Linked DNA regions of Bombyx mori: region 1 is linked to region 2. Evidence: chromatin contacts called from public Hi-C data. All regions are on one chromosome and are shown on one strand. Each heading gives the region's core, a stretch centred on a gene start, on an enhancer-like site or on the middle of the called end of the contact. The rest is flanking DNA. Distances are from core to core; before and after follow the strand shown.

Region 1 (3,910 bases), core at 765-3,264, 97 kb after region 2:
AAATTATTCGATTAAAAAAAAACAATTTTGGCTTAAAGTAAAAATGACCTCTTGCTTGACTCCACCACGTGACGACACCAATAAATAATCAAATTTAAATAATTTTTACTAGGGGTGAGTCTTCAAAAGGTACAATTTTTTTAATTTACATAGAATAACCTAAAGAATCGTTTACACGCTATATGAAATTAAATAAAAACTAAGTTAATTACAACAACAAAGTTCATTGTGAATAAACAAATTATGAATAAACAGGTGGGTAAATTGAGACCAAAACAAACAAAATTCCATTGCTCATTGTATATTATTATAGGACCCAACCTTGTAGGAGACCACACGTGTTTACCTTACTAGGACACGGACCATAGACTATAATAATGCATAGACACGCATCTTCTATATTAGAGATGCGTCACTACTAGAGTTGCCAAGAGCAAGTTTCGATTTGTGTATTTTGTAATTGTGATCGATAATACTATATATAATATTGTGATAATATTATATTGATTAAGATTAAGATAATATTGTGGCGAGCTGACAATAGCCTGTTGGTGAACAGTTACCACTAACCATGTTTGGTAAATAGAGATGAACTGAAAAACTCACAACCCTGGTATTAGGGATTTCGAGACAAGAAATAAAGAACAAAAATAACATATCGAATGGAATATCTGAAGTGAGATTGACCATAATTATCGATTACAAGTGTTTCTTTAGATTTCGTTGTAATTGCGAATGTTTACCATATAATGTGTGAGTAAGAAAGTGCACAAGTGGAATAAAGACGTGAAACTCCTCGAATTTCCAAAAAATCCAATGAAGTTTCTATATCAGCATAGTTTATAGCGGATAATTATTTAAAATTGAAGATTAAAGTCGTTTTCTCTGTCCCTATATCCCTATGTATGCTTAAATCTTTAAAACTACGCAACAGGATTTAATGCGGTTTTTTTTTAATAGATAGAGTGATTGAAGATGAAGGTTTATATGTATAATAACATCCATTAAATAGTGGAGAAATCAATAATAAATTAGATTTTCCGAAGCGAAGCGAGGGCGGGTCCCTAGTAACGTTATAATTCAAATACAAATGGATGTTAAATTATTGCAAAGATGAAAGACACGCCATAAATCTGACGAAACCGGTTTTCAAGTTAAAATAGTGAACTGAGATTATTTACACGTTCTGTTATTCATGTCAATAGCAGATTTACCATAAAACATATATTATTGTCCTCTAATGCTTGTTATGTAAAATACCTTTGACCTTTAAGGATGTCCACAAACAACATTGGGTGTATGCATGTAAGTTTTTGCCTGTTGAAAGCTGCGAGTAGGGATAAGTCACTAAACTTCTACCTTTATCGTTAACCTCTTTTATTGTTCCCGAATGAGAGACGCGAAGACACGAGTCACCTGCTTTTAAACGGTCACCGAAGCCCATGGTCAACTGAAGCTTCAGTGCCGCTGTCTACTAGCGTCGACATAATATTAACGTCTCAAGTACAAAATATCAATAAGATAAATTATTAGGCATAATTAAAAATCCTCGAATAAAGGCTTAGCCATTACTCGCTTTATAATTCCAATAATATGTCACTATAGGCCATTAGATTTAGTCTAGTGACATAAAAAAAATCTATGATAAAAACAAATATCAGTTGAACACCATTTCCTCTTCTGATGTCTAGGATATCTATTTGACATTGACAAGCTTCAATGTCATCAAAATAAAAGAGAAAACAGAATACATAAATAAATCTGAGGCTTGACATGCAAGTGTAAATCTGTAAATTGCATGGATTGTGGTGCTATGCAGTTAGAAATAGGCAGCACTACGTTACCTTCTTTCTTCGTTTTCTGTAATCGTTGCCCTGTCTATTATATGATAGAAGAAGGCCCTCTATTTTAAAAGTCAGACCACACACATAAGTCACAACTTTCAAAAAGACAAACAAAAACAACATTCAAAATACGTTATTTGATTGATACCTTATAAGAATCGATTTCACACTGCAACATTTGAAAAACACAACAAAAACAACAAATCGCACAACTATATTATTTAAAAGTGACAATTTTCCAACTGACACAAACAATAAACTAAATAAAAACAGATAAACATTCGAGATGAAACGTACCTCCATTGATAAAGAAGATAATGTATTCGAGATGGCGCAGTGTGAACCAAGTAAGTACCTACTTGTATTATTTACAATGTTATTTTTATAAGCAAAATAAGGTGATACTTTTAAAATACACGTATTCTTGTATTTTATTTTGCAACTTGTTCGTTTTTATTTTAAGTTTCAGGTCGACGCCCTATGCAATCAAGTCAATTAGATTCAAGTTTATCGTAATTACACATATTATTGTAATAATGAAAAAGCATTGTATTTGTTATAAAATTACGTTCCATTCAATTTAGCCAATACTCAGTTTTCAGAATTTTTGTGGATAAAACGAAAGAGATCGCTTTTAGCTATAAGAACGCCCATTGTACAATTATAGGTACCTGCCTGTTGACTGATTTTGAATGTTAATTGTGTTTTGGTGTACAATAAAGCTTTCTCTGTTTCCATTTTACAAAAAATAAATAAACCAACAAACAAGTATGGCAGAATTTTTTCTTTTTTCCTACCCACTGCCTAATAGCCTCGAGGGGATATCCTGACTTCATCGGGTATGTAGGCGAGCTTACGGGTCTCAGCCTGACACTATGATAACATCAGCCCTAGTAAGAAGAGCAGCGCTTCGCTGAATCTACCCCAAATCAGAACCACGATCCACTGAGAGAATTCGGAGAGAAACTCAGTGTCTGGACTGTCTGTGGGTTAACTTGCATTTCGATGAAAATCATAACCTTCGATGAGTGTGCTGACGCTGCTGCCTGCTGAGATAATTATTATACTTATAAAGAATCGTTGAATCTTAATCTATACACTACACTTTATACACTATATGTATATAAGTTCTTACCGCGATTTTCACTTTTTATGAATACCCGATCATTACGTGTGTTCCAAAACCCCATGATGAGAGATCCGTGAAAATTATTGTTATAATCACATTTATTTGACTATTAATAAAACCATATTGTTTATCGTAACATGGCTCGAAAACAGCTTAACAAGATCGTTCAATTACTGAGAAATACCAGTTAATCAATGTAACCGCTAACAACTTCAGCCGGTTACCGCTATGCTTTGATTTTATCTCAAAGCGAGCCGCCTTAAGGATCTCGGTACCAACATTACGCAAAGATCGCTTATTAATGTTGGTATACAGTTTCGAATAAATAAATAAATAAATAACGGAATTATGGGAATACATAAGCGGAACAGTTGAATGTATTAGTAACATAGAAATCTTCGTTCAAATTGTATTCGTTGATATACCAATGATATACAAAATGATGCCTACTAATCGTTGATTGGTATATCATTTCTAGTTTCTGTTGTTTTTTTATTATTGCTACGATGGATGGACGTGCCCACCTAGTGTTAAATTGTCACGGAGCCCATAGACATCAAACACGTTAATGCGGCCACCCACCTTAGACCCGAGTTCTAAGTCTAAGAGAGAGAGAACATACGTTATTGCACACTAAAATCTCAGAATACAGATTACACTGTATTCTGAGACTAAAATATAGTAAATAAAGAAGTATTACGGCGAAGGTGAATTGGCAACCACTTGAGTTTAGCGATGATGAACCAAGATATAACCGCGTCTTTCGATAACATCAGGCGTTTTACTATTTAAGCCACGACGACTTTAAATATTTAATTTTATTCACCAAGCCTCATAGGAAAGTCTAGTGCAAAGGATGTATTACAATGCTGCTCAATTGACACAGTTTTAGTGCAAGTCTTAAAGTGGTATTCTAATCCCTGTGGACACTCGATGA
Region 2 (3,695 bases), core at 493-2,992:
TATACTTGTTTGTACATTTGTATCACGCAATATATATCACGCAAAAACTGCAGCATCCAATTTCATATTATTATTATTTTGTTGAAAAGTTTACAATTCTATCAAATATATTGATATTTAATATATGATCGCCGCGAGAATGAGAGCCAGAGATGTACAATCAACTCGACAACCAATGTAAAGGGTAAGCTCCCGTTTCAGTAACACCGTTTCCGAATTTAAGGCAGGTGGAATTGTGGGATACAACTAAATTGTGAGATAAGGTCATGTTAAAGTGGCCTTTGAGGCCAACGAAACCACACTCAAGGTCTACTCCATGTGAATAGCCAATTTATTCTGAATGAAAGTCCGTATCTGCATGCGTACCATCGATTAGCATTTGTTTCAAAAGACGAAACAAATAGTTAGTCACTCAGAAAATATTAAGAAAATTATAACGAAATGTCGAATGAGAATACTATCTCAAGACAAGGTTCTTTCTGCGGTAAAAATGATTGAGAAATGTATGACAAGTATTAGTGTGTATAATTATTTAAATTATCATTAAAGCTTTATGTTTTTTTTTCTTTCCACGTTACAATTATCAAATTTCTCGGTTTTATTTATTTATTGCTGAGATGGATGGACGAGCTCACAGCCCACCTGGTGTTGAGTGGTTACTGGAGCCCATAGACATCCACAATATTAAGCGAAATGTCGCGTTTCACCCCTCGATATAGTTTTGACAAGTTCGGGTTTTTTATATTTTATTTTATAAGTTCAATTACCAGTACACCAATATACGGATGTGATAAAAAATACTCCGACATTTTTGTATGTGACGCCATTTTGTTTTTTAAAACACACGCCTTGCTTTATGTTACGTACTGCATTCATAAACACTTCAAACGCGGTTATAAATGCATACAATTATAACTATTTAGGCTATGTGCTACCGTTAGACGAACTCCCAATATGGGATACATTAGCAGTCGGTTCTTTTTTGAAGGAATTATAAAATGTAAATTGCTTTTGGCGCTAGCACGCATTGGTATTGGGAAAGCGACACTGGTGGTAGGACCTCTTGTGAGTCCGCGCGGGTGGGTACCACCGCCCTGTCTATTTCTGCCGTGAAGCAGTAATGCGTTTCGGTTTGAAGGGTGGGGCAGCCGTTGTAACTATACTGAGATCTTAGAACTTATATGTCAAGGTGGGTGGCGCGACATTGACATATATTTTTTTTTATTGCTTAGATGGGTGGACGAGCTCACAGCCCACCTGGTGTTAAGTGGTTACTGGAGCCCATAAACATCTACAACGTAAATGCGCCACCCACCTTGAGATACAAGTTCTAAAGTCTCAGTATAGTTACAACGGCTGCCTCACCCTTCAAATCGAAACGCATTACTGCTTCACGGCAGAAATAGGCGGGGCGGTGGTACCTATCCGCGCGGACTCACAAGTGGTCCTACCACCAGTAATATTTGTAATTAAAGGTCCGTTTTATTTGGTATTAGCATCAACAATGCGATGTTTTTAATTGAACTTCCATTAAATTTACCCCATTCAATTAGCTGAAAAAAAAAAATTGTTATAATTTTTTTTTTTCAAAATTTAAACTTTAAATGCCTGTAAATTGCAAAAGTGTTGCTTAAAACAAATAGCCTTTCACATCTCGATATATTTATCGTTACTGCAGACGCTGGTAACATCATATAATTGTATACGTGATCTCTGCACTCGATGACTCAAACTACGCGAAATTACGATAAGTTTTATGAGTAATGCATTTCTCTCCCTCTCGATATTCCTTTAGTCATAGGCTATGCGACGTCAAATGTTCACTGATTATCGATAAATTTATGATCCGACATCTGATAAATGCTGATTCAAACTTCTTACGCAATCTGTCGCTATACGTTCAAAGAAGATCCGCGGTCTAAAAAATTGACACGAAGACCGTATAATGCTACTTACAAACGTGACTGAAATACAAGAAATACAATGCGCGGTCTGTTTCGATGATGCCTGCCAAGAACTGAAGAAGGAAGTCAGTGGGTTACGTCCTAATGGCCACGTGTTTGATACGAGAATCATTTACATTCATCATTACCATAGTGCAACAGTCGGATAAGGCAGTCGGAGATATTTGGCGTGTTTTTCTTTAGTTCTCCTAATTATTTTTTTAGGCAATTTTTGGCAAAGGGTAGACAAGTCTAAGTATGATCTTATGATATGCCATCGATAGTTTTAATGTTTAGTAAACACATATTCCACAATCGAGACGCTACCTAGTATAAAAAAGGAGAAAGTACACCTAGCTAATTAAAAAAAACTGCCCTATTTCCAATAAATTTTATAAATATTATACAATGTTTTTATAATAATTTGAAAAGTCCTTAATTCAAAATCTCTTAAATGTATTTGTGATGTAAACAATATTGTGCTGAATGCTTTTCATGCTCCCAAATTGATGCATTTTCTTTTATCAAACGATCCCAATAACATCAACACTGACACAAAACCTGTTAACATTTGTATGATATGTATAATAAATATGGGTCCGAACTAATGTTAATATTAACTAATGCTACTCTCATCTTTCACTGTTTACTGTGCTTAGGATATTATTGTACACATCCGCGATTTATTTTTAATACTGTTATTGACTGTTAAAAAGACGCAAGTTTCTGGACACAGAAATAGCTGCATTACGTATTCGTCCCGTCAAACGATGACGTTGACAGACATCAATAATGACAGCGTGACAGCGGTGTAACGTCACGTCGCGATGACGTTTCTATTCAAACGTCGTGCCGCGTCGCGCGTCGGACTGCACTGGGCGGGCGGCGCGACGCTCCCGCCTTTATTATGGTCACGTATTTATAGAATCATTCGAAATTATTTCTTTGGAAAAACCGTTTCGGTGTTTCCGTGGTTGGTAAACAGAAAAAATGCGATTTTAAATAATTTACGGTTACTGATGTTGTCTTTGTTAATGCTCCTCAAGGTTTCTGAAATAGAAATACAAATTTTATTTGTCTTTAATAGAATTTTAAACCTACAGATCAATGTGAGGTGCTCTGTGGCTGTTTGTTGGAAGAACTTACACCTCTGCACCGGAAATTACGTCGTTTCAGAAATGCATCGCGTCTAGACAGACTATTTTCGTTCCTTCGCATGTTTTTTTTTGTCATCAACATATTTTTAAACGCGCATTGTGTCATACGAACTCTCCCGATTTTAATTATGAATGAAAAATATTTGAAATCATATTTTAGACCGGTTAGACCGTTTTAGACCGTTTTAAAAAACAATAATTCTCTCAGAAAGCTGTTACTGAGAAGAATAAATTAGATACCTTCTTCTTCACATACTTGTAAGCAGTATTTATAGTCAAAAACTGAAAAATAACGCAATCACGTCGATATTCATCGAATATATATTTATGGGTAAAAAAAAGCGCGTGATCAATCACGCAAGCAACATCACATCAAGAATGCTGACGCTCAATTTGCAAGAATAAACTTTATGCATTTTAGAATAACGACTACCTTTGAAGGACTTTTTATTACTGATGGTATATTTTACGACACCCGCAATCTGTGATGTATAAGATCGTGAGGTTATTGACCTGAGCATTATATAACAAATTTGGAGTACATTGCGTGCATTAAAAAACTAAATACAATTACAAAAGTATTATTTTACAGTTG

The links. A called contact is a pair of places that touch in the nucleus more often than the background predicts.
Region 1: a Hi-C map of whole pupa shows a contact between it and region 2, with 1.8 times the contacts expected there. The contact joins the promoter of LOC110385201 here to the enhancer-like site in region 2. A contact is called at or near these places in 2 of 7 Hi-C or Micro-C datasets (both in whole pupa).

The regions. Positions count from the first base shown.
Region 1 is chr5:1,729,524-1,733,433 of ASM3026992v2, forward strand. LOC110385201 reads right to left here and starts at 2,015. Exons shown (of 5, transcript XM_062668532.1): 1 at 1,845-2,015. It overlaps LOC101744937 (rho GTPase-activating protein conundrum), which reads right to left and starts at 2,118. Exons shown (of 13, transcript XM_012690418.4): 1 at 1,993-2,118. The coding sequence starts at 2,022. It overlaps LOC101741911 (a long non-coding RNA gene), which reads left to right and starts at 2,050. Exons shown (of 2, transcript XR_209754.4): 1 at 2,050-2,191; 2 at 2,308-2,615.
Region 2 is chr5:1,632,854-1,636,548 of ASM3026992v2, forward strand. All of the region lies in intron 3 of LOC101744937 (rho GTPase-activating protein conundrum), which reads right to left. Among protein-coding and RNA genes, the nearest start is that of LOC134198975, 4.8 kb to the left of the region's middle. Within about 2 kb of position 1,743, at least 5 of the 8 cell types and tissues checked have open chromatin away from gene starts, as enhancers often do.